Linked DNA regions of Mus musculus: region 2 is linked to region 1. A link is a contact called in public HiChIP or PLAC-seq data. All regions are on one chromosome and are shown on one strand. The core of a region is the stretch at or near the end of the contact, and the rest is flanking DNA. Distances in the headings are between cores, read along the strand shown. Region 1 holds the start of Poglut2 (protein O-glucosyltransferase 2). Region 2 has its middle 15 kb from the start of Uxs1.

The links. HiChIP or PLAC-seq counts read pairs in DNA pulled down with a chosen protein or histone mark.
Region 2: a contact with region 1 is called in an H3K4me3 HiChIP or PLAC-seq map of bone marrow-derived macrophages, with 3 times the contacts expected there. The contact joins the enhancer-like site here to the promoter of Poglut2 in region 1. A contact is called at or near these places in 3 of 39 promoter capture datasets (the C10 cell line, the HPC-7 cell line and erythroid cells), 2 of 115 datasets of contacts at active chromatin or transcription factors (bone marrow-derived macrophages and large pre-B cells) and 3 of 9 other capture datasets (adipose tissue, liver and pancreatic islet).

Annotation. Positions count from the first base shown.
Region 1 is chr1:44,115,509-44,122,768 of GRCm38.p6, forward strand. It overlaps Poglut2 (protein O-glucosyltransferase 2), which reads right to left and starts at 3,265. Exons shown (of 10, transcript NM_023645.3): 1 at 2,810-3,265; 2 at 1,530-1,735. The coding sequence starts at 2,991. Bivm (basic, immunoglobulin-like variable motif containing) reads left to right here and starts at 4,460. Exons shown (of 10, transcript NM_144558.4): 1 at 4,460-4,766.
Region 2 is chr1:43,839,565-43,846,942 of GRCm38.p6, forward strand. No RefSeq gene overlaps it. Among named protein-coding and RNA genes, the nearest start is that of Uxs1, 15 kb to the left of the region's middle. Within about 2 kb of position 4,082, at least 21 of the 459 cell types and tissues checked have an H3K27ac peak or open chromatin away from gene starts, as enhancers often do. A contact at or near this core is called in bone marrow-derived macrophages, where this site is marked.

The sequences.
Region 1 (7,260 bases), core at 2,015-4,514:
TTGTTTTTCTTCCTTCCTTCTTTTCTTTTTTTTAGAGAAAGAAATATAATGAAGCAAAGGTAATCCTATAAACGTGTTATCTCATTAATGTCAAGATGAATGAATTATACATTTATAAAAATAATGCTCGCATAACATAAGAATTGGAAGTGGAACTGTGTTATTCCTTTCAGATATCTTCAGATTCCAACCTGATTCAGTCAATAGATGACAATGGAATTTATGTACATTTTAATACTTTGTCAGCTGGACTATACCAAGGAGTCCCAGTAGAATGTGAAATAATTTATACAGTTAAAAAAAATTCGTAATTTTCTTGTGGTCCTATATCCCCATAAAAAGGGGAAAGTGTTGTTTTTTTATTATAAAATTCTCTTCTCATCCCTATGGGGGAAAACAGCAGAGAATGTCTTTGTCATAGTGGCATGACAATGACAACTAAAGCAATAGTTAATCCCTTTTTCTGCTCCAAGCCATCTGGCTGGCCTGGAATGTACACCATAAGACTAGGCTGGCCTCAAACTCTTAGAGGTAACCTGCTTCTCACCCTCCTCAGAGCACTGGGATTACAGGCATGTGCCACCCCACCTGGCAATCTTAGTGATGAGTATAAGTTACTTAAGTAGATCATTCCTTCAAGAATTACCTATGACTACATATTTAACTTGATTATTCAGTCAGGAGTTACAGTCAGTCTTGAATTGTAATGTGGGTGCTGGGAACCAAACTCAGGTCCTTTGGAAAAGCAGCCAGTGTTCTTAATCACTGAGCCATCGCTTCAGCCCTGGAAATTCTTTTTTAATCCTAAGATTTACACAAACATGAACACAAAATAAATAAGAAGTCTGAAGTAGTACAACAGATGGTAATCATGATTAAGTATGATTTTTTTGAGACCGTTTCAATTTCATATGTGCACATACATATGAAATTATTTTATACACATATGTATATGTCATATCTTATTGTAAGCTGTGTTCCAAATGGTTTATTAAAACCTTGTTGTAAATTATGAATTAAAAACCTCCCTAGTGGCTAAACATTTCTTATTCTACATTATGTGTGTGTGTATCTGCTTATGCACGCATGAATGCAGGTGCCTGTGTAATATAGATATCCTCTTCCATGAAACTGGAGCGCCAAGCGGCTCTGAGCCTCCTCACATGGGGGCTGGATCCAGACTTGGTCCTTTGCAAGTGCTTTTCACTGCCGAGCCATCTCTCTAGCTTTTTTTTTTTTTTTTTTTTTTTTCTCTCTAGCTTTTTAAGTTGATTATTCTCACAGGTGTGTCCTCAAGGAGCAACTTTTCTAGTAATGTTTCTTGGTCTTTAGTGAATTATAATCCCCATGTAAATAATCAATATCTCTCTTTTGCCAAGTTGCCTAATTTAGTTTTCAATTAGAAAAACATCTAGTTTTTTTTTCCATTTAGTGAAAAAAGTATGCTAAGTTTTTGATAGAATTCTTATTGATGGAATGACATGCCTTTTTGTATACAAATCCTACCATAAATTTTTGTTTCAAAATACCTCTTAAAACATAAGGAGACTCGGCAACATGTTGCCCATGGTGTTTAACCTCTATCTTCAGATTTCTGTAGCTGGCATACATTCTGTATCTTACTATGAAGGAACCGTCCTTTCGATCTAAAACCTGGACACCAACTCTCGTGAACTGCTCATCGGGTGCTGAGATTTTAACCTGGAACACCTTTTCACCTGGAGAAGATGTAAACCTGTTATGGAAAACAATGAGAGATGAGGGTTATTTTTAAGATCAAATGCACGCTACTTATTCTCTTTAATGTGTAAAGGTTGGACCTTCTGCTTTATCCTGATTTTAAGATATTGTTGTTCGATTACTCTCTTAGGCTTTTAGGACCAGAACCAATATGATAGAACAAAGATAAAAAAGAAAACAATAATAACATAAAATAATTTCATTAGATAGTTGCCAGGAGATAACACTTAAGACTAGCAATCTATTTAGCATACCAAACAGAGCACTATCAGTGTACTATTATTAATTCATAACCAACACAGCTGGCAATTTGTCATTTGTAACATGTTTACTTCAAGGATGACCTTATTTGAAAAATTGTTCTTAATGGCTTAAAATACAATCCAGTACTGTGGGGCTAGGGAGATAGCTGAATGGTTTAGAGCATTTACCATTATGTAAAAGACTTAGTTCAGTTCCTAGTATCCATTGTCCTTAAGGCTCACAACTATCTGCAGTTTCAGCTCAAGGAGATTCAAGGCCCTCTTCTGGCTTCCTCCAGCACTTGGGTGTGAGTATACACCCTACCCACATCATGTAATTAAAATATTACTACTAATAAAAGTCTAACAAATATACCAGTACTCTAAATTATGTTTAGTTATGGGGGAAATCAAAATAACTGGTCATCATGTTAGTAACACAAGTGTTTTGGACTGAATATTCCTGCATTTTGAATGCATTTAGTTTCTAGTGTTTAGTTTTCCCATTTAAAAATAACGGAGATTTGTTTAGCCTCAATTCCCATCTAAACAGCCAAGAAGAGAGCTGTTATTTTAGCAATATTATTTACACTATACATATTTCAGAATTATTAAGTCACAGAGAAAAGTTGATTTTGAAGGAAAAGTCTATTATAACCAGATGTAGACAGCACTCGAGAATTCTGGAATGTAAATGGACAGCAGTAAAGACGAGTCGGGGCATATAAAGATGAAGGACAAAACCAAAATAAACAACAGGAACAAAAACCCCTCGAGTTATTTTAAACCGCGATCTCAAATAGTTGAGGAGTCATTTCTCCACTTACTGTTCCCCTGAGGTATCCACCGCCCGAATGTAGAAATAGCGGGCAGGAAGGACCACGTGTGCTTTTAGCCCGGGTCCCCATATTTCGCTCTTCTCTGGGCTCAGCCTCCTCTCTCCGCCGGTCTGGGCAAGTGCTGGCACAGTCCCCAGAAAAAGGCAGGAAAGCAGCGAAATGCTGAACATTTACAAGACCGAGTCTTGGAAGATCCACGAATAAATGCAAACGTGCTAAGTGGACGGAGCTAGCCTGGGTAGGTAGGAGGACGGTGGTCAGTCCTAGCAGCAGTCAAAGTCCCTAAAGTGTCGCTTGACGTGCGGGGTCCGCGCGTGGGACTATGCTGTGCCCAAGAATGTCACAACCCGAGCGGTGGCATGTCCAGGAGAAGGATGCCACACGTTCTGCTGAACCTGGTTAAGAACCGCAGGCTCCACTTTCTCCGGACAATGACAAACTTGTGTTACTCTTGCCACTAGAGCATCACTTTGGGAACGAATCCGTCGCAAGTTCTAGCCAAGGTGAGAGGAGAAGGATTGGCCTGCGCTGTGACCAGTCTTAGTAAAGTCTTCTGCTAGTGGATGAGTGGGTCAGAGTGGAAAACGCGTCCCGGGCCCCTTAGCTTCCTGGGATATGTAGTCCGCCATAGGACTAGCGGAAATCCTGCCAGGAGTTCACCCCCAACTACTTTCGTCCCTTCCCTCCGTCCCTCACTCTCCCTCCTCCTTTCTCCCCCCCTACCTTCCTTTCTACTTCTTTTTTCAACTTTGGAGCACGGCTTTCTGGCAACCTTAAATACTACAGTTGCGCAACTAGCATGTCTGGAGTCACAGCAAAGATTTCCCAACTTATATTTTGTTCAAGGTATCCACCGCAAATGGCAGGTATATAGTAAACGCTGAAAGGGAGGCTAGGTGTTATCAATGATACCCAGTCACTCGGTGCTATTCTTGTGCGCTCAATGGGACGAAAGATTCTGGGCCTTGGGTAGGAGACTTGAGGATGCAGATCTGGTGTTGCCTTCCAGCACCAGAGTTCCGGGACCCAACAGGAACAGAGGTATTCCCCAGCGGAGGGCCTAGCCCAGGCACTGCGGTGCGCTCCGCCTCTCCGTAGCGCCGTCACTGCCTCGTTGCAGGACAACCCCCACCCCCACCCCCACCCCGCCGCGCCCCTGGAAGGATCTGGGTCGAGCTGAGTCTCTGAGGAGAGATGTAAGGGATAGAAATCACCAGAAGAAAGCTCGGCCTGAGGGGGGTGCATCCGTGGGTATCCCTGTACTCTCTTCAGGAGCGGGTCTCCACGCTGCGCTAGCGGATCCCAGGCACCCGGCCTGCAGTGGCCATCCTCTCTTTGCACCCTCGCTTCTCGGCCAGTGAGGTCAAGAGGAGTAGCAGGCTTTGTCCTCCCTCCACGGGGTAAGGGGCGTGGAAAACATAGACGGCCTGGTTGTGAGCCAAGGCAAGGGGATTCTTTTTCCCCCTGCCCCCCCCCCCCCCCCGCTATTGTTATTATTGGTGATATAATCATTCATCGCGGCCTCCCCTCCCAGCTCTCAGGCTGTCACTGTCTGCGTGCCACCAGCCTCTCCAGTCCCTAGCGCGTAGGAAGCGGCCCCCTTCAGGCCTGCGCGCTCCCCCTCCTGGCGAGCCTTTTCTTCCGGCTGGGAGTGAGGGAGCAGGCCGGGAGGAGGTTACAAGGCTTTAGATCTGGTCTTGGCCAGTGGGGACTAGGGACGCCTGGCACTGGGTTGGCCACCGCAGGACAGTAGTGGGAACCCGGCACAGTAGCGCTGCAGCAGTTGCACTTGCAACATCCCTGCTCTCCCGGTTCTCCTCCACCTGCACCTTTGTCACCTTCAGGTGCTTCGGAGCCTCAAAGAGGGGGCAGTGGGAAGTCTCCTGGCTCCTCAGAGTCTGAACTCCAGAGGGCATCATGTGCTGCATGAATCTCATACTCACAGGTAGGCCTCCCAGGTCTGGTCTGGTAGTCTAGGCAAGGGCGCTGATAGAAAAGGGGGGCGGGGGGGGCACCTGGCTGCTGTCTTAGCAGCTCTTATCAATCCTCAGCAAAACACTTTTCTGGGTCTCAGTTGCTTTCTATGCAGAATATTGATTATACTGTTTGTGATATGTGGAAGGCTTTACTGAGATTTTATTGGATGTCTAGCTCTCTACTGAATGTGATACTTCAGCATGTAGACACGAAAGGCACATAAATGGAAAAGAATAAACTCAGGCAATCGATATCGGTTTTGCAAACAGTATGTTTATTTGACAGAATTGTTCATTCCAAAGACTTTCATAAGTCATTCCTCTAGTGCCGTCCTAGAAGCTTGGGGTTTATATTGCTTATGAGATACTGTGAATAAATTGAGTGGTATTCCGCAAGTCCTAATATGTTAATCAAAACGAGGGAGAACAATTTCAATAATGCCTAGTGCATTGTAGACACCTAAAAATGTTTGTTAGACCTGGCTTCTACAAGACTAGGCCTGGAGATGCAATTTCAGGAAAACTAGACTTTCAGGAGTTAACCATTTGTGTACACACACACACACACACACACACACACACACACACATTTAGAAAGCTTAATCATATTCTAGAAAGAAAAGTTCCTCACTATGGATAGGGTATCTGGCCTAGTTAGAACAGCAAAAAAAAAAAAAAAGTTCTTCAGAAAGTGACATTTGAGTATAACTTTGAAAGATGGATGAGAATGAATAATTAGTAAGGGGCTACAGGAAGACAACATTCAGAAAACCAAAAAGTAATGTGGAAGGACAGAAGAAGGTATGTAGGGTAAGGAGTTGATCTTTTGCTTCAATAGCTGAGGGCCTTAGGCAGAAAATTTCTATGAGGATATATATGTAGCAGACTTTACTCTTTGATGTCTATGCAGGGATCAGACTAGAAAGAACAGCTCAAAGGGTGGGTGGCATGAAGTTATAAGCATAAAGATAAAAGCAGATATAAACCCCAGATAGCTGCAGATACAGTGCTGGACAATCAATCAGCCTTCATAACTCCGTTTTCCCTGAGACTACCATTGCATCTTACTAGAATAATCTATGCCTGTAATGGTCTTGTTTCCAGTAGTTGTGGCTTTCTTCATTCTAAGAAAGCAGGCTCTGAGTGAAGTCCTAAGGATACCATAGCAGAAGCCCTTCAGAGTTTAACTACAAAGGGTGGAGATGCAGATCAGTCACGGGATGCAAAGAAGTAGAGTGCCAGCATGGGTTCTGGGTCATTCTTTTTCATTTTCTGTGAATATCTTCTGATATTTCATAATTTTCTACAATATACTTTGTGTCATCAAACCTATAAATATATGTATTTTCAGAGATATTCACATAAAACAGTGGTTCAAATGAGGAAATGTTGATATCTTTCATTTTCAGTGACAACTATGTAAAATCTTCAGGTAGATGGCAGGTTTGTTTGTTTTTTTTTAAGATAAAATGAGAGCAAAGAGATTATTTTTATTCAGTGACCATTGCTTAAAGCATACAATCCAAAACCAGATGGTTGCATGTTTTATAAATCAAGTGTTTTACTCTTAACAGCTTCATCTCCTAGCAATTTCCATTGTATTTTTTCATTCATAAATGAACCTGTTTCCCTTGGCAATGTTATTTGGTTAGCTTTGGTTATTTGAGCTAGGGTCTTGCCCGGTGTGTACTGGGCTAGATCAGAAGTAGCTGTGTAGTTTAGTCTAGAGTAGATCTTGCAGCAGCTCTCTTGTATCTGCATCTTGAGTCTTGGAATTACAGAAATGGGCTACCACGTTCTATTTTGACCATACTTTTTTTCTTTCCATATGTTCCAAATGAGCATAAAACCATCAAACTCTGGTACATTGTACTAGTCCCATAGGCAAAATTATATTCAAGGTGAGCGAGGCAGTGATGGCAAGGTAAGGTTAATGTCGGGTTGTGATCTACAAAAGGTAGAGCCTGGGGTGCCTGGGATGTACTGAATCAAGCTTTCCCACTGCCCCAGCTGACCATCTGTTGTTTCCTATCGTTCCACACCCAACCACAGACACATTATACCCCTCTACCACACAGCTTTTAAAGAAGAACGTGAGCATCACAGACAGGAAGTGGGCAATGGAGAAGTGGAGAAACTCAGTGCTCAGAGGAAAGGAAGCAGTGTGGTCTGCAAGCCTCATGCACTGTACATCCTTTGAGTCTTCTTCCACTGTCACCATCACACCGCACACAGAATGAGGACAAAGGAGAGAGCTCAGACACTACTTGTACACACACTAAGACCTTTTTACCAAACAGTATTTGAAAGGAAAGCACTGCAGATGCCAGCTTTGGTGATAATGTACTTGCATCCTGTGAGCCACTGTTAACTGAAGATGAGAAAAAAGCGGACGGGAAGTTGTGAGAAGGTGCATCTCATAAGGGGAGCTCACTCTGCACAGATAGGAGTTCCTTCCTAGGA
Region 2 (7,378 bases), core at 2,832-5,331, 280 kb before region 1:
TACTTGTGTAAGTGGATGTACCTACTTGCACACATGCGAGAACAGTGCACATGCAGAGACAAGAGGAAAACATTCAGAAGTAGGTTTTCTCCTTCCACCACATCTATTCTGGAACTAAAACTCAGATCATCAACCCACTAAGACATTTCACTGGCCCTAAATAAATTCTTTAAATCTGTATTTATATCCCTCAAAGTTTCTATACTCAAGTTGACTAGAAATCAAAGCAAAAGATACTATCTTAGTTATTTTTCTGTAATTATAACCACATGCCACAGCTCGGTTAATTTTTCTTTTAAAGAAAATAGATTTGTTTGGCTCAGGACTGTGGAGACTGGGAGTTTCAAGAACACAGTATCTGATAAGGGCCCTCTTGCTACATCATAACATGATGAGGGCATCACCTAGTGAAACAGAGCAAATGTGGTAATGAGGTTTCTCTACTTATCCTTATGAAGCCATTTGTGACATCGTGGGGATTCTACTCATGATCATATCTAAACTCAAGTTACTGGGCAGGTATTGAAGTCACTGAACAAAAGCTCTGATTTTTAGCATACAGCAATAGATGTTTTATTGCGTTGAATAGAAGGAACCTTGCTTCATCAGATGACCTATGACAAACAGAAGTGGATCCCACCTTTCTTCCTGTGTTCTCCCTTGAAAAGTACTATTGTGCCTGTGAGTACCGGTACTTGCTGTACACAGAAGGGGAGAGGTTGGTCAGTTTTATGTTAGATGCTATTTAATGTACTTCCTGTACGTGGCCTCCCTACAGATATCTTCAGAAAGAAGTTAAAAATCAGAGAGTACTGAAGGTTATTATCTCTGGATTTTGCCTTCTTTTTTCTCTGGACAACTCTTGTCATAGAACAGGTTAGTTAAGAGACAAGATAGGAGGGCTCTTGGTGATCACTGTTTGACTCTTTGCCACCTCCCCAAACACTGACCCTGTGTGGGGGAGACGTACATGGGCCAGACTCATCTGTATTAATGAATCTTTCCCTAGATTCATATTATCACCTTGACATTTTCCATAAGGTGTAGTTACACAGTCAACATACAGTCCGTTCTCTGTATAAATGGGACTTTGGTTCCAGGTCCACTCATCAATATCACACCTAGGGATGGCAAGGTCTCCTATGTAAAATTGTGTAGTAATAGCATAGAACCCAAACACATCCTCCTTATACTGTAAATCAACTTAGATGTTTTACAATATTCAACATCAGTGTTGACTCTAAGAAAACACGTCGAATTATTAGGAAATCATGATAAGCAGATAGAAATCTGCATGTGTAGCACAGAAATAACATCTTTTAAATAGTCTCTTCTTCCTTCTCCTCTTCTCTCCTTCCACTTTTCCTCATATATATCCTTCTATATTTCCTTTTCCCTTCCGTTTCTTTTTTTTTTCCCATGAGAGCAATGATGTATTAAGATAGAATCTCACATGTAGCCCAGGGTAGTCTTGGATTGAAAATCCTCCTATCTCTATCTCTTGAAGGCTGAAATTATAGGTGTATATATCATGCCCAGGTTTTTCAAACTGAATCCATGGATGTGGAACCCTGAACTGTCTAGTCTTTGGGAAACTGCTAAGGTGATGACAATATTGAGGAGTAGACTCAGAGAGTACAGCCATGTCTCCACTTTTGTTAGCTCCTGGAAGGCTATTACTACAGGGATATGGAGTAAGCCTAGGCATTCATTCTAAAGCACTCTGTTTCACTTGAGACAAAAAAGAGGCAACAAAATGACCAGGAGGGACTAGAACTTAAAGCACAATAAAGGCCCTCTCAAGTCAGACAAGGACTCCAGGAGATGCTCTAACAGATTTAATGATCCTTGGCCAAAGAGGACCAAACCCATTGTGTTATGAGGTGTAAGAGAGGGTTCCAAGGTGCTTTCTTCTAACTTCAGATAGTGTTTATTTTATTTAAACACAGACACATTGGGTAGGGTAGAGATGAGTATCTTTAAGATTCACATGGCAGTCTTTCTAGAGCATCCTCCATGTCCAAAAAGCATCAGAACATGGGATCTGCTGTTGACACACTGAAGCAGTTTCAGAAAGATCACTGTTATGTGACTATTAATTTTTGAAATGTTTACGTTCAAATTTCTTTAGAATTTGGAAGGCTCATAGGAAGAACACACAATGACCAGAGTGCCTTTGGCTATGTTAGTGATGGGCAGGGAAGTCCTGCAGGTTTTTTTTTTTTTAAAGATTTATTTATTTATTTATTATATGTAAGTACACTGTAGCTGTCCTCAGACACTCCAGAAGAGGGAGTCAGATCTCATTACGGATGGTTGTGAGCCACCATGTGGTTGCTGGGATTTGAACTCCTGACCTTTGGAAGAGCAGTCGGGTGCTCTTACCCACTAAGCCATCTCACCAGCCCCCCTGCAGGTTTTCCTTAAAGCTTTCCCTCCTGTGTTCTACATCATGCAAAGCATGAACTGTGATTGTCTCTGAGGTTTTGCACCATTTCTCCTTGGTAATGTCTGATGAACAGGTATTGAATTCTGGTCTTTAATGTCCATGCAGAGACCACGATTTCCTAATAATTCAATGTGTTTTCTTAGAATCAACATTATATTGAGTATTGTAAAATGTCTAAGCTGATTTACAATGTGAGGAGGATATGTCTGGGTTCTATGCTATTGCTACACAATTTTTTACTACACCATGGGTTATCCTCAGCACTATCTTCCACTTGTGTCCTGCTTAAGATGTTCTGGACACAAGGTGACACTAGAAAATAGACTTCTCTAGGAAGGCTGCACCCTATTAGACAACTTCAACAGGAAAAAACATAAACTTTAACAAAGAGGAAATGAAACATTGCATTGAGTGTAGTTTAACTCAACTACCTTGTTGTGGCTGCTCAGTATTACTTCTTGACCATCTAGCTCACAGGGAGCCCATTATATAAGAAAACCACCTTTTCAATTTGTTATTTCATGAAATTTGTACTAGCAAACATTAAATTAAAAAAATTTAGTTCTCTGGAGTGTGCCCAGCAATTAATTTTGTAACAGCAAATTAAGAGAGCATCTTTCAGATGCACACATTCACAGTTTACAGAGTCCGCTTTTGAAAACTGTTGTCAAGTGCAATGCATATTTCTTCCATCTAGTCATCTTGATCTACTCTAATTTTGTTCATTATCAGAAAATTAAATGTAAGTACATTAACTAAATTATGGATATAGTGATACTGGGAAATTGTATTGAGAATAAAAGTACATAGGCCTGGCCCAAAAGAGGGATAAGAATGCTCATCTCGCCTCCCTAAGAAGGTAGGTGAAATTTATTTGAGATGGCAAAAGGCTCTACCTAGATGCTTTAATTAGCACCTGAACTGTAGATCAGAATATTCCCTTTTGTGTGGGTGGACAGTCATGTAAAATACATGTAGTTGGGCAACTTTGCACAGTCTGTCCTTCAGCTAGAGTACTGATCACATTGAGACTAAGCTATTGAAAATGTGCTTCAAAGATTCAATCACCTGGAAACAATTTTTCTTTTTAAAATTAAAGACCATGAAAAGTTTTTAAATTTAATTTTTACTTTAAATTTTTTATTTTAAAATTTTATTTATATATAATATGTAACATAACTATTAAATTAATTTAAAATTATTTTTAAAACTATTATAAAATTTTTCAAATAAAATAAGCATCACACATGAACATATGTTTAAAGGAAATTTGCTGTACACAGTATAGCGCCTTTCTCAGAGTTAGTCTTTCATCATTATCTCATATGAAATCGGTTAAGTAGAAGCCACCACAGGTTATCCTCAGCACTATCTTCCACTTGTGTCCTACTTAAGATGTTCTGGACACAAGGTGACACTAGAAAATAGACTTCTCTAGGAGTGCTGCACCCTATTAGACAAGTTCAACAGGAAAAAACATAAACTTTAACAAAGAGGAAATGAAATAGTGGGAATGAGTCATTCAGTACTGGGGAAGAAAAATAGAAATAGGGACTCTGGTGGAAACAAGAGACTGCAATTCTCTCACACCTACCACCCACCAACAGTCTCTTCTACCACATCCACAATCTGTGAACAATCTGTGAACCTATGTGTAGAGTGACAGCATGACATGTCACTGATACACCGGCTGCTGGTCTATGTCTTACGTGTGAAAATCTCCTTCAGTCATGAGGAAGACTTTTCTTTAAAATAACATTCTCAGGAGGAACAGAAATGACCAGGCCCCATGACACTCCTACTGTCGATAATGGGCCTGTTCTCCACTGGCAGCCACCACGGCCCTTCCTCCTTCCTGCCTGCACCCGTGTGATGTCAGAAGAATCAAATGCATAAGTCTTCTCTCAGAAGCTGAGATTTAAAGGATGTGGCTGGAAGAATAAGAGAAAAGGATAGGCTAGGCAAGCATCTACCACAAGTCCAGCACTGAAGTAGGGGGCTTTAATTTCTCTAGAATCTTGATTAAATGTCAACTCTGCATTCTAAAGGATAGGGACAAAGGAAAAGACATGTGGACATTTGAGCAAACTATTTACTTAAGAAAGTATTTCTAGTCTTGAAGTCATACCTGCCCAGAAACATTCAGTCTGCACATGTTCCAGGCTGCACCTACCTCCACTACCAGGACAGTTGGCTAACAATCAACACATATTTTAAGCTGTGCAGTTTCTTCCTACCTGTGACAGTCTGAATGAAAACAGCCCCCATAGGCTATTAGGGGGGTGTGGCCTTTTTGGAGGAAGTTTGTCTCTGTGGTGTGGGCTTTGAGATTTCAGATGCTCAAGCCAGGCCTAGTTGCTCTCTTTCTCTTCTTGATGCCTGCTAATCCAGATGTAGAAATCTCAGCTACCTCTCCAGCGCCATGTCTGCCTGCATGCCACCGTGCTTCCTACCATGATGATAATGGGCCAAACCTATGAAATGTAAGCCATCCCTAACTAAATATTTTTCTTTATAAGAGTTGCTATGTCCGTGGTGCCTCTTCCTGACAGTAGAAACCCCAACTAAGGTACTACCCATTTGATTTGGGAGATCTTCTTAGTTAGGATGTCCTGGGATCCAAACTGAAGGCATGGGAAAGTTCCAAGGGCAAGTGGGCCTCTTGTCTGTTCCTATATTTTATTTTTTGAGACAGAGTATCACTATGTAGCTCAGGATGGCCTCAAGCTTTCAATCCTCCTGCCACAGCCTCTTGATTGTTGTTATTATAGGTAGGCAGCATCGCACCTGGATAGACTCACAGACCTCACTCTGGAAACTTCAGGGTTTCTGAAGAATCAGGAAATGGGTTGAGGTGGGTTAAATAGACCAGTCCTTGTTTGTATGTATTTCCAATATTTAATTGGCTTAATGTCTCAGTTCAAAGATGCTTAGTGGTAGGAAATTGTGAGGTGAGAAATAGCCAGTGTAGGCACATTGACAGCCATAAGAACTGAGAGCTTGATAGAATGAGTAGTCGTTAGCTGACTGCCAGCCCCACCATTAGCTATCCCTCACATTGGAGCTGCTTTGTGCAGGGGCCAGCAACCCCAGAATTCCTGGTAACTTCCAAGATGTCCTTGTGCTCATAGCCTCATTAAGTAATTAATATTTATGATGACCTTGGGCCATCAAGAGAAGTAATTATACTCTGTTTACTCTGATTCCTAAGGCAGGCACTTACATAATACACTTAATTAACATTAAAAATTACTAACACTTATTGAACTTTATGTGCCAGGACTTGTGTTCCATGCTTTATAGGGATTATCTCATTGTAGAAATATTTCCATATAAAACAGCTTTAACTAAAAATATTTTGGTACTTAAGCTTTACTTGGCTGAAAGTTGTACATATATGGAAAACACATTTACTAAGGAGGCTTTGGTTAAATGATGGCTTCCATGTTCTCCTTTTGGACTGTGTGTATGTATAAATATATTAAGTCTGGTGAGAGTGTTAAGTATGCATCTTTGTACCGTGCTGTCCTTCAGTAGTACTAGTAAACCCTTATCCATGGGAAATACATGACAAGTCTCCAGTGGAATAGCACCAAGCCTTATGCATACTGTATTTCTGTACATGAATGTGGATAAACTTAGCCTATAAACTAAACACAATAACAGGTTAACATCAATGTTTAACTGCATGCTACAGTAAAAGTAACACAAACTGGCTGTTTTACCCTTAAAATATTACGCGCACTGTTCTTCCTGTGATGGTATGAGATGGCAATGCCACTCCATAGTAAGATAGAGGTAGCCAGAAAACACAAGCACTGTGGTAGCAATGATCTTCTATGAAGAATTATCTGAACACAGAGCTGCAGTGACAGTAGATTTGAGACAGAGACAGTGATGAAGCAACACATGAGTGGGCGACATATTCAGACAGGATACAAGACAAAGGGGTGGTTTACACCTTAGGTGAGACCAAGAAAGACAGCACAAAACTGCTGAGGGCTTTTCTGTTCCTAAGCTAGTCACAGTACAGATCTCATACAGCTTTTCAGGGAACACCTACATTGCTCAGGTTGCCTTTCACATCTACCTTGGTCCTATGTCTCTTCTCTGAGCTTCTGCAGCCGTTGGGTGCCAACTAGCTCTGCTATTCATCTCTCATGTTGATAGCCCCTTCCTCTCTGGACCACAAACAGCGGTACTCAGGCTCTTCTGTAGACTCCTCTCATGCTGGCATGTCACTCCTCCATTCATCTTCTGAGAGCTTTACTTTTCTCATATGAACAATAGGTATTATACTACTCACATCATATTGGCCAATATGTGCATTACTCTAAAATAACCTGCAATGAGACTGCTACACTAATGTTAGTTATCTGAGGTACAATTTTTTAAAGATTCAATGTGCTAAAATATGACGTTCATATAACATTTTTAAAGTTTTTGGCACAATTATTAATGTTTACTGTGTGTATAGTGTATGATGAATGTGTGGGCACATACATTTTATGGTACACGTGTGAAGATCAGGACAACTTGTGGAGTTGGTTCTTTCAATGATTTATTATTTTATATACGTGAATATGTTGTCACTCTCTTCAGACACATCAGAAAAGTACATCGAATTCCATTGCAGATGGATATACACCACCATGTGGTTGCTGGGAATTGAACTCAGGACCTTTGGAAGAGCAGTCAGTGATCTTAACTGCTGAGCCATCTCCCCAGCCCCAAGTTAGTTCTCTCTTTTTATCTTTGTATGAGCTCTGGGATTCACTCTCAGGTCCTTAGGTTTATGTGGTCAATGCTTTTTTTCCCACCTCTGAGTTGTGTTGCCAGCCCTCACATAGGTTTCTAGAAGTGTATTTTTTAGGAATAAACATGGAACAATCTTCCCAGCCTAAACCCTGACCAGGGACCCATCTGCTG